Linked DNA regions of Mus musculus: region 2 is linked to region 1. A link is a contact called in public Hi-C data. All regions are on one chromosome and are shown on one strand. The core of a region is the stretch at or near the end of the contact, and the rest is flanking DNA. Distances in the headings are between cores, read along the strand shown. Region 1 overlaps Ppfia2 (protein tyrosine phosphatase, receptor type, f polypeptide (PTPRF), interacting protein (liprin), alpha 2). Region 2 holds the start of Lin7a (lin-7 homolog A (C. elegans)).

The links. A called contact is a pair of places that touch in the nucleus more often than the background predicts.
Region 2: a contact with region 1 is called in a Hi-C map of cerebral cortex, with 3 times the contacts expected there. The contact joins the promoter of Lin7a here to the enhancer-like site in region 1. A contact is called at or near these places in 5 of 39 promoter capture datasets (embryonic stem cells, frontonasal cranial neural crest, hippocampal neurons and 2 more), 5 of 484 Hi-C or Micro-C datasets (cerebellum, cerebral cortex, cortical neurons and 1 more) and 5 of 115 datasets of contacts at active chromatin or transcription factors (SST interneurons, embryonic forebrain, embryonic hindbrain and 2 more).

The regions. Positions count from the first base shown.
Region 1 is chr10:106,620,179-106,626,333 of GRCm38.p6, forward strand. The region is part of intron 3 of Ppfia2 (protein tyrosine phosphatase, receptor type, f polypeptide (PTPRF), interacting protein (liprin), alpha 2); the gene reads left to right. Among named protein-coding and RNA genes, the nearest start is that of 4930532I03Rik, 21 kb to the left of the region's middle. Within about 2 kb of position 3,358, at least 6 of the 459 cell types and tissues checked have an H3K27ac peak or open chromatin away from gene starts, as enhancers often do. A contact at or near this core is called in SST interneurons and cerebral cortex, where this site is marked.
Region 2 is chr10:107,268,912-107,275,066 of GRCm38.p6, forward strand. Lin7a (lin-7 homolog A (C. elegans)) reads left to right here and starts at 2,920. Exons shown (of 6, transcript NM_001039354.1): 1 at 2,920-3,031. The coding sequence starts at 2,950.

The DNA.
Region 1 (6,155 bases), core at 2,108-4,607:
CCATCAAGGGCATGTCTTTCTTTAACTTGCAGGAAGTTCTATTCTGTGAACCTGTTAACGGTCAGGTCTATGACAATGACCTAAGATTTTTCTCTTTCTATGCCTTATAATTAATGTTTATCCATGTTCATATGTGTGCTTTAAAATTTCTTCATAGTTTGTGCTTGAGAGAGATTGTTCTTCCACGTTGTCTTCAAGCTCTGATGGTCTATCTTATATTTGATCTATTCTCCCGCTAAAACTTTCTCTGATATTTTTTATTATTGTGTTTTATGTTTTTGTTTTCCCTTCATGTGTCTTCATTTCAGCCTGAGTATGCTTCAGGATTTCTGTTTATTTACTGAAGTCAAGTTTCAGATTATGTATCGCCTTTATTGGTTTATTCATCAATGGTTTGTGCTTTCTCAGACATGATCCAGGAGTTTTTGTTCATCCTCTCCAAGTTCACTGATGTTTCTTTTCATGTCTTCTTACCACCCTTGAATTATTGCTCTTTTAACTTCTGTATCATGGGGTTCATTTACGTAATACTTATCAAAGAACATTTCTAGAGGGCTAGTAAGTTTGGATAAAACATAATGCCTTCACTCTTAATATTGTTTGTGGTTTTGTGATGTTACACTGGTATGTAGATTTTAATGGGTTGTGAGTCTGATATGAGATTGTAACATCCCTCAGCATGGGCCAGTAGAGGAGCTGAACAGCAAGAATGTGACCTGGTGTGTAGAGAAAGCTTGGTAGGTTTTGTACTGGGTGTATTCTTCAGGTAAACCACTGCACAAGCTGTGTGTCTGGAGCTAGGACCGTGAGTACTGAGACTGTGTGGACAGATTTGGTTTTAGGACAACTCAGCAGCAAGAACCAAGCTGGAGATGTGTGAGAAGAGGTTGACTTAGGAATCAACAGATGGAGTTGGTGGGCAAGGTTCTGGGGAGTTTACCAGCAAAGCAGCATGCCTGGAGCTAGGCCTGGGGTGTGAATGTGGTTGAGCTTGGCTCTTGCCCTATAGAGGCCCAAGCCAAAGTAATATAAATTGCCATGAAGAGGAAGTTGGGTGCTAGCCAAACTATTACAGTAAATTATCAGAGAATAGAAAGCAGTAAAAGAGAATGATTTTGGTTTGCAGGGTCACACATGTCCTAACCTACACTGTTGAGCAAAATCAGAAACAAGAGAGACTGGCCAAGTTTCCCAAGGTCTCCGTTGAGAGGCAGGCATAGGGACTGGTTATGACCAGTCTATTGAACATCTTAAAGAGTATTGCAGCTAACACACAGTAGTTTGGAGATGATAAGAATTCCTAACTTTGGCCTGCTGAAGCATTAAAAAAAAAAAAAAAGACACTGAAACTGGATCTTAGTGGGTGTGGTGGTTTGAATATGCTTGGTTCATGGGAAGTGACACTATTAGGGTGTATGGCCTTATTAGAGGAGGTGAAGCCTTATTGGAGGAAGTGTGTCACTGTGGGTGGGGTTTAGAGGCCTCCTCCTATGTGCAAGCTCCACTAGATGCTGAAGAGAGACCCTCCTGGATGCCTGCAGGAGACAATTTCTCCTAGCTGAAGTTGGATTAAAATGTAAAGCTCTAAGCTCAGTCTCCAGTATGTCTGCCTTGATGCTACCATGCTTCCTGTCATGATGATAATGGACTAAATGTCTAAAGCTGTAAGCCAGCCCCAATTAAATGTTGTCCTTTATAAGAGTTGCCTTGGACATGGTGTCCCTTCACAGCAATGGAAACCTTAAAACAGTGGGTGATTTAGATGTCATTTTAAAATGCATATATCCAACATGATGTAATTAGGAATGCATGCCTCATCTCGGTTTTCAGAGCATCCAGGTGAGTTAGAACTTATTTTAAACCACTCTTAAGGGAAGAAAACTTGGGTTCAGGGATGCTAAGTCAATGTTTTATTCATTCAGAAAATAAAAAGAAAGGAATATAGTCTCGAGACTGTTTGGCATAATTGCCAGTGCTCTTAGGAGTTGGTTCAATCAGAAGTTGGTTCACTCCTTAATAGCGGTACAATCAGAATTGAAGGAAACATCCAATTCTTTGCACCTAATCAGTTCAATTAAATTAATATTTATTCATGTGAATAGGACATATAATGTAGATAACGCTTTTCAGGGCACGATAATTACATTCCTGATTGTGTACTCTGGAGATATTAGAGGGGATCATTTGCAATAAGACTTTCTACATTAGTTATGAAATGTTAATATTTGTTTCCTCCATTTATTTACGTGTTGTGAATGTCAAGTACAAGGAAGATAATTTGAATATATTATGTAGCCATATAATTTTTGATATCATAGCAGATTCTTAATTTTGTGTCTCATAACCTCTTATTAAGAAAGCTGAACAACGAAGACTTGATTGCTGTCTTTCAGTTGCCTATATTTACAGGCAGAGGTTACGATCTGATACATTTTTAAATAATTTTGCATTAGCAGGTACATTGAAGATGTGCTAGAGGTTATTCCTTCCTAAGCCGCACTTCACGTATTTCTCCTTTAGTTACTGGCATAGAATATACTTATCAAGTTTCATTAACGACATGAAAATGATAACATGACCGGAACAATAGTGATGATCAGACTAAGAGACAAAATTTGACTGGGAAAAAATAAATATAGATCTTTATAAAGCAAATAACAAGGTTTCCAGATAAGTATACCAGGTCCATGCTTCTCAGTGTTCCTATTATTACAAAGACAATAATACTTTTTTTATAATACAGTGATATGGACCTAAAATAATGCTGAAGCCTGTTTCTGAGTATTTTAAGTTCTGAGAAAGAAAAAAACGTTTTCTCTCAGTCTTATATAGCTGATATCCTTGCTTCCAAGTTCCTGAGAATGTATACAAACTTCTACCACCACAACTGCTAATGGTGGCTGTTGAGCTCCAAGCCCATCTTTATCATCTATTTCCCAAGGGAGTCTTAGCTCCTCCCGAAAGCTAGTCTCTTGTGTCGCAGATTCCCCCCTCCTCTGCTCAGTGATCATACTCTACACCTTCGGTTCTTTGCATGCTCTAGCATCATTTTCCCCCTTAGAGGTTTCCCCTTCCATGTGAATGTGTTGTTCCTTCCTCTCTTTTCATTGTTAGCAAATCCTTCACTTACCGGTTTCTTTTTGAGAACTCGTGCTGCAGAGTGATTTTATGTGCCCAGGAAAATAGTGCAGGAAATAAAGCCCTTGTTCTGGAAATGTGCAGAACTGTGTTTGGATCCCTAGAACCCACGTTTATTCTGAGCAGGCAAAGTAGCGTCCTGCATCCCAGTGCTCGAGGAGCGTACAGGGATCCCCCAGAGCAAGCTGAATTGCTAATGGAGCCAAACTGACAAGTTCTGTGCTTAGTGCTTTACGCTGCCTCACTACATACTGCGTAGTGATTGAAACGGACGTGTGCTACCAAACCTTTCTTCTCAGCACGCACACACATGGTCACATGCAACTGCACACAAACACATGTGCTCACATTATTCAGGCCCATCACGTGCTCATAATTACCAAAATTAGTGGCTTATAAATACTGCTTCTAGTTCTCCCAATTCACATTTATATTTGAACCAATAAGGTTCAGCTTTTCTGTGTTGTTCCACCAAAATAACTTCTGTATTTTAATAGCCTATTGCTAATTTTCAGTCCTCCTCATATTTGTTCTCACAGGACTCTTTGAAATTCATTTGACTGCCACCGTCTACTTGATTGACAGGACTTTAAGTACACATCCATCTTATTCTTCTTTTTGTTTTGTTTTTGTTTGTTTGTTTGTTTGTTGAGCCAGGGTTAATCTGTGTAGCCCTGGCTGTCCTGGAACTCACTCTGTAGACCAGGCTGGCCTCGAACTTAGAAATCTGCCTGCCTCTGCCACCCAAGTGCTGGGATTAAAGGCGTGCGTCACTTTCTTGTGCTCCCTGTGTCATCAATTGCTTCTTTACTTTTCATTGCTCAATGTTCAGAGTGTCTTTTCTATGAACACTCATGTCTTTACTGACCTCATCCAGTCTTTTGTTTTCAATTTATATTCAGTTGTGGCTCCAGATTTGTATATTCATCCTCCACTGTGACATTTTTATTTACTGAGTAATAGTACTCTCAAATACAGCCTGCAGAAATCAAAACACTTGGATTTTACCCAATCTCTAAAGCAATCTTTGTCTCATATGATGGCTGTTTTATCCTTCCACAGATTAGCCTGAAATTGTGAATCTCTATTAAGGACAGAAGTCTCTGATTCCTTTCCCCTTTCCATACAATCCACATCTAGTGAGCTAGGAAATTTTGCTTAATTTCATAAAATAAAAATGCATAGTAAATCAGATACAATGACATTTAATAATTATTTTATATGAAGTATGCATTAATTAATAAATTTAGAAACCTATTTTTGTTTCTTATACATCAAGTAAAAATCTTGTCAGATAAATTACTGCCAAATCTTACTTTAATAAGGTACTTGATAATCAAATAGAGTGGATTTTAAATGAAGACTTTACACCATTTTGGCTATGTGATTTTAAATATATTTGATGATTATAATAAAATAACTTTTTATATACACTAGAAAGGAAGAGATGCTTCTTCATGAGGATTTTTTGAGGTCCACACAATGGCATACAAAGTCCTTTGATGAATGTAGGTGTTGACCTATTGCCATTATTCTTAGCTGAGTTAAAAACATGACAGTGATTGGCTTTATCTTCTAAACAAAATTCTTGGGGAAAGTAAAATTAAACAGGAAATGATGTTCTTTCTACCATGGCAACGGTGGCTGTAGATATCATGAAGAATAAGAAAGAAAATGCATGAATAGGGAATTAGTGTAGTCTACAGTTGTTCCAACATTATCCTTGCTTCTATAATATTCTGATCTTTATTCAGCATGAGATGCAGAATAGAATGTTAATTCACTGTGACTGTTGTCTTTATGAACAAAGCTTTATTATTTCATGCTAACACAAAATGACCCAAGTCCTTTCCGCAGGACTGGTAACTATTTTGGCTCTTTCCTTCCTTCCATCGTTTGCATCATTTTCTTATGAAATGGCTTAAAGGAAGTGTTTTTGCATAAAGAAGACAAGAAACTACTTCTTTATTGGATATTTTCTTTATTTGCATTTCAAATGTTATCCCCTTTCCCAGTCCTCCCTGGAAACTCCCTCTCCCACCCCTTCCCTCTGCTTCAATGAGAGTGTTTTCCCACCCACCCACTCATTCTTGCCTCCCCACCCTGGCATTCCCCTACACTGAGGCATCTATTGAGCCTTCATAGGACCAAGGGCCTCTCCTCCCATCACACTTCTCTTATTCAGTGACACTTTCCCCCAATGCTTTGTGGTTGCAGAGAAATGAACTAATCTGTATATATAGGTAAGGAAGTTGATACATATAGATTAGCAAATGCTTGCCTTCCTGTATATATAACACAGCCTATTAAATATCTTAAAGACACTTAGAACTACTACATTTTTAAATTAAAATACAGACTGATATTCAGACTATAGCTAATCTTTTCTTCATTAATTCACCAAAAGCTTGCCTATTCTGTGTGAAGTTGTATCCATACCATATGTGATATGAACATAAAGATACATACTGCTGGATCTGGAAATGGATAAATACCCCAGAGAAAGTGTGAGAAAGGAGAATGAATAGCTAGCTAGCAATAACTTAGGGAGCTATCATAGTCCACATGTACTCAATCAAAATCAGTGTCCATCTGGGCTCCACCACGCACTCCATCTGGCATGATGTACAATAGAGAATAAATACTGGCAAAATTATTTGTTATCATATAGTGCTATGGTGCATATTGTAGCGATATGACATTTTTTTCCTTCCCTTTCCTTCCTCCCCTCCCTCTAGTTCTCTGGTTTTCATCCTTCATTCTTCTCTCATCATGTCCTCTTTTCACCTCTGAGTTTACCACAAACTAACAGAAAATGAGCAGCCAGTTTAATATGTTGTTTAAGTTTCAAAAATTCTCATCACCATAGCAAACTTCTGAGCTTCTTATCCATGTGCATAAATGAATGCGTTAAAGGCAAATGACTACATGAAATGGAATATGTCTTACAACTACTTTTAAAAATGTTTATTTAATTTAATTTATGTACATTTTTATATATGCCCACATGTGGTAGC
Region 2 (6,155 bases), core at 1,670-4,169, 650 kb after region 1:
TAGGTCTTGAAGAAAGAAAAAGGAGACAACATAAAAGAAACATGACAGAGTACAGTTTCTTTCTTTCTTCCCTTCTTCCTTCCTTCCTTCCTTCCTTCCTTCCTTCCTTCCTTCCTTCCTTTCTTTTCTTTCTTTTTTTTGGGGGGAGGGGGGGTCAAGACCTGGTTTCTCTGTGTAGCTCTGGCTGTCCTGGAACCCACTCTGTGACCAGGCTGGCCTTGAACTCAGAAATCCGCCTGCCTCTGCCTCCCAAGTGCTAGGATTAAAGGCGTGCACCACTACTGCCCGGTGGCAGAGTACATTTTTCAAACAAGATCCTCAAAACATAAGAAACATACTATCAAATGTTGCTGCCGGAGAACCATTGGGAAACAGAAAAATCAAAAATTCTTCCATCATAAATCTTATACTCTGGAGTTTATGTGGAAATGGATACAATTAAGGGTTTTGGATAGATGAATCCAGTTGCTGGTGCACAAATTTTATATCACAAATTATGTTTAAAGTATTACATTTTTGGCCAAGGGCCTGGTATTTTTTCCATCCTCGGTTACTGGATTAACTTTGATATTTTGTGTAAAGCCTTGAAACACATTCTACTATCAAGACAAACAGTTGGGTTTCTTCTTCCTCTGGCCTCCTTTAGGGTGTGTGTCTACTGATGATGACCTCGCTTGCAATGCTTTCTTTCTGTGGCACTTAGAGAACTTCCTGCCCAGGATCCTACTCCTTGTTCACTGCTTGTCACATATCAAGGTCTAAGTAGAAGAACGAGGGTTAAATCTTGTCAACCTTTGCATAGCTAGTCCTTACCTAGTATAGTCCTTAAACTAATAAAGAGCTAATAAAACATTAATAAATACATAATTGGTAGCTTATGTTAATAAATGTATATAGTCTACTGCTCTAAAAAAAAATTCATGGTTTAAGGTGTATTTTACCGTTAATTATGTGTCTGTTTGGGTTTGTTCATGAGGGTGCCAGTGGCTGAGGCAGCCAGAGGTATCAAAGAACCCTGGAGGTGGAGTCAGAAGGACAGAGCTAGGAATCATCTGTGCACTGCGAACTGAACTTGAGTCCTCCGAGAGAGCAACATGTGTTCTTAACCATTGTGCCATCTCTGCAGCATGAAAGAGTATATCCTTTCATTTTATTCTCCTTCATTTTTAAAGTATAATTACATAATTTCCCTGATTCCTACCTCTAATCTTCTCTATGTATTGATGCTGCCCCCTCTTATCTAATTATGGTCTCTATTTCTCTAATTGTTTACAAATATATCATTCATATATATATATATATATATATATATATATATATATATATATACACACATATGCATATATATATATACACACACATATCCCACTCAGTCCATATAACGTTATTTGTATGTTTATGATCTTGGAAATATATTCTTTTCTATCAAAAGCTCAGAAACAGCAGAGACCTTGCAAATTACTATCAGTTTCCTCCTATTATCTGATCACTTTTCAATTGAGTAAAGCTGGTCCCTCATTTGACGGATGAAGAAACTGCGGATGCACAAGGGACTGCAAGTTTGTCAGATCCTGGGAGCTGTGAAAAGTTGAATTTCATGGTTAAAGTTCTTAAACTTAAAACTCTTAGAAGATGACTACATTGAAAGACTACGTTCAGCATGTATCCAATGATCTGTTGCATAGTTAGATGGTCAGTCATCTTTGACTTTTCAATTCCTGCTGAATTTCTGAGCTTTCTCACCTCTTAGTCTCATTAGAAGAACGTAGCATTTGGTCATACGCAAATACTCTGCAACCCAGTGGGTCTACCTCTGAGGGTCTCTGGGTCACAAGGATGATTTAGCTGTCACAGGGAGGGCAGCATCGCCATCTCAGCTCTGTGTCCACCAATCTCGGTAAAGCCCAGAGGATCTTTCTCCATGTTTCTTCATGGTTTGATAAGGAAATGAGGCTTGGTGAACATTTAGTGAAAGTTGGGATTAAGGCTCATAGTCAGTATTTGAAGGCTCCAGGAACTGAACTGTGATCTACTGACTCAGAAATAAGGCCTTTCACATTATCTACCTGTAATTCGGAGGATGCAGAGAAAGAAAACAAAAGTGAATCCCCAGGTTAAGATGTAGCAAATGGCACCAAACATCCGTGGCTCAACTCTTGTCATGCATGCTAATTAATAAATAGCACCTCTGAATACAAGTTTCTTCCAGATTAACAGGAGAGGGTCCCTGATAAATACTGTTCACTGACAGCAACTCGTTTTTTATTTCAGAACCTTTTAAGGAAGTTTGCTTGTAAAGGCAAGTCATTTTCCTAGGCAATGTACCCAGGTCCTAAACGAACACTGACTTAACAGAACCCTGCCTGGCCCTCAGTCGGTTACCTTGTGCTGTTGAGAGTGGACGTTCTAAACAAAAAGCTTCAACAGAAATTAACAGCAACTACAATGATATAGCAACATCTCCCACGGCTAGTGGCGTTTCCTCTGGAAAGGGATGTGGAAAGGGAGGTTGAAATTTTTTCTTAATCTGAAAAGAATTCTGTCCCCCCACCTCTCTACCCCTGTCTGTCTCTCTCCCGTTTCTGAGTCCTCTTCTTCTGGGTTCGAGTGCATTCTGACCATTATGCTTAGGTGGAAAGTTGAAAGACAGCAAACCTGCTACAGCCACCCAGAGCTACTGACGGGTGGGCGAGCAAAGTTCTAGGGCTGAGCGTTCCTTTCTCAGCTCCTTGGCCAGGCAGGCGCTCGCGGCTACCTGCCCTGCTTGGCGCCGCACTGAAGATTCGCCGCGGCGGAACAGTTGAGTCTCCATCTGGCTACCAACCCACCCGAGCTTTCTTCTCCTCCATCACCACCTTCCTGCCTCCCCCTCCTCCCCCTCCTTTCCGTCTTCCCTCTCCACCCCCGCCCCCAATCTCCTCCTCTTTTTCTCACTACAAGCGGTTGCTGATGCTGAAGCCGAGCGTCACTTCGGCTCCCACGGCAGACATGGCGACATTGACAGTGGTCCAGCCGCTTACTCTGGACAGAGGTAAGGGAGCGGCTGGTCCGTCAGGCCACACAGTCCGCACCGCTTCGCCCTCCGCCCTGCCCAGTCCCACAGGGAAGGCAGGATGCGCTCGGGCAGGGGCAGCTGGGGGAGGAGGATCAGCCCAGGAGGGTTTCGCGCCCGGAGCAGGACACTTTCTTCCCCTCTCTCCTCTCCTGGTCCCCGCTGCCCCTTCTTGCTGCGCTCTCCGGGGCGTAGGTGCTTGCCAGGGCTCGAATGTTTCAGCTGACAGTCTCGGTCCCTCGCCGGGTCGCCTCCGGGCCCCGGCTTTGTTGGAGAGGATGCGCCGGGACCGCTGAGCGCTGGTGACTGGAGGTTGAAGAGGGGCAGAGAAAGCTCTCCCAGCCAGAGCTTGCTAAGGGACCAGTGGGGAAGCTAGCTGCCAACTGCCGGCGCGGGGACCCGAAGGGAGGAAGTTTGTCCCCGCGCTGGAGATGAGGGGTCTGTGCAGCTGTTGTGACTGGGAGATCGCCCCAGGGCGGCAGGGCGCTTGGCTGGGAAGCTGGGTGCAAAGCCGCGGGACTGCCTGGCTAGGGCGCTGCCCTCGGGCGAAAGGGCAGAGCAGAGCTCGGGCAACCTTCGCTGGCTCAGGGACACCGCATCCGGAGCCGAGCCGGCTTGGCTCCAGCTTCCCGCTCGGAGCTGCGGCTCTGGTCTTGGTACTCCCTCAGCCTGCAGTTCCAGGGAGGTAGCAACTCCTGTCTCCTGCTCCAGCAAACCTTGTTCTTCACCAGTCAAGTGTACCTCAGTGCCTGGGCTGCAGAAGGCGCGGAGACAAAGCGCAGGCTGGGTAACTGTTTAACTTCTAGCCTGTGACCTGTGCGTCCTACTCTTTGGCTGAAACGGAAAGAGCTTTTGCTCAAACCTTTCCAAACCTTTCCAAACCTTTCTCTAGGATCGGGCCCTGCTGAGTGCACCCGAGTAGTACCTGGCGGTGGATGGGAGTTTCCTTTCTGCCTCACCAGGTCCAGTTAGTTATTAGGGCTCCAGAGTCCCCAGCTCTGCAGAGAGAGGGCACCTCTAGCTCTGGGTCCGCAGCGGCGGGGCTTAGGACCCGGTGCAGTCATTTGAAAATGCTGTGCTCAGAAGAAAATGATTTAGTCCTTGTCCCTCTAAAATTTCTCTTTCTGGAGGATTAAACTAGCGGCCCAGCAAAGCAAAAAGAGCATCGTACAGCGAGCACAGTGGCAAAGCTGGTAAACTGTATTTGAGGTTCTTAATGTGGAGAGATCTCTGGTGACTTTAACTCAATCTGTTGGTGCCAGAACGGATATTATGCGGTGCCCATAGCAACCTTACTTAGGGTAAGAGTTGAAAAATAATTGATTTTTATGTTGGGAAATGTTCGTTTACAGATTAATAAGAGTAAAGAGCTCAGAAGTCCGTCGTATAATCTATGATTTTAGTCCCAATATCATCTGTACTAAGCAGGATAAATCCATTGCTGGTAAGAGCCAAACAGATGGCAGGCTATTAAAAACGATGGGTTTCCCAAGTTATTTCTGTTTTAATGTGATGAGCTCTTCTATTGTCCCATTACTGAATTACAGTCATTAAACACCCCAAGTTTAACTATATTAAACAACCCAAGTTCTAACTATGTTAGATGCAAACACTCCAAGAAGACAACATACTCAAGCAAATTTACATCCCACCACTACTATTAGCAATGCAACTAGTCCACTTTGGGGAAGTTTATCTTAGCCCTTGGACACCCCAGTCAGCTATCTAGAGAAGACCAAGATTTAAAGTGTGTTCTTGTTTATATTCAGAGGGTACCTGTCCTTCTGTGATTAGATCTGTAGAGTAAGTAACAAAGGAAGCCCAGTCAGGTTATCTATGGGAACATCTGAATTATTGAACCACTGGCTTTAAGTGCTCTGTGTGTAAGAAGTCCGTGAAGTTATCTTCCCTCTAATTCACTATGATAGTACACCAAGTTAAGTAATTTTATTAGGTTGATGGAATATGTGATTCTAAGCTTTGTCCTGGTTTGGTTGGGCATTAGGACATGAAGGTCTGATAATTGTGAAGATGTGCAGTGTTAGCAGCCTGTAATTCGGTTAACCCAACTTAGGGCTCAGCGTTTGGCCACCTACTGGCGATTTTGGGTCACTCCAAGTTTCCAGAGTGCCATTTGATACGTTGGTGGCCCATGTTATACACTCTAAATTTGCTCACTCAAAAGCTTTTGGCTCCATCAAAGCCTTTATAATTTACAATCCTTCTTTCCTTTAGTCTCCCCCAATGTGTAAAGCTCCTTGAGGGACGAAGCCATTTCTTAACCCATCTTTGAATTTCTCATCATCCCTGACTTGTGATGGAGTATAAAGTCAATGTAGACTAGTGATAGTGAACTGAAGCTGGAGTAAATGGAGAACTGTTTGTTATACAGATTTCATACGGAACTGGGGTACAGTTATGAGGTTATGGCCCTGCAGAGCTAGCAAGGATGCTAGAAAGGAGCACGTAAGGCGGTGGCTATGAACCGTTCCCAGATTCACTTGGTGGATCTCTACCAGCCACACCTGTTTAGCAAGACTGGGTTTCTTTATGTAGTCCTTGCTGTCCTGGGACTTGCTTTGTAGACCAGGCTGGCCTTGAACTCAGAGATCTGCCTGCCTTTGCCTCCTGAGTGCTGGGATTAAAGGGAATGTGGCATCTCGGGCCTAAGGAGGATTGTAACTAGTGGGCAACAGGAAAGAAGGAAATGGGATTTGTGTCAGGAACTACCAAGTGCATCTTCTGCAATCAGAGGAGGTATGGTTAGGACTCCTGGTTCTTTTCTAGGATTTTCATTTACAGAAAAGAAACATTAATATTCTTAAGGCTATGCTACCTCTAAGTAGGCGATTTGGTTCTCAATTGGTGTCCTTTGGAATCAAGGATGTAGAGTCCATTTGGACAGTATCACAGCTGGGGGGGGGTGTCAATATGAACATCATAGTATCCATAGGAGTAGAAAAAAAAATCCATATATATGCCATAGAGTGTGTCAAATGGAACTCCAGAAGCTTGCAGTGACCTAAAGTCTCCAGTAGGTGGCCGAACGATGAGACCCAAGTCAGAACACCTGAATTTCAGACTGTTAAAGCTGCACAGCTTC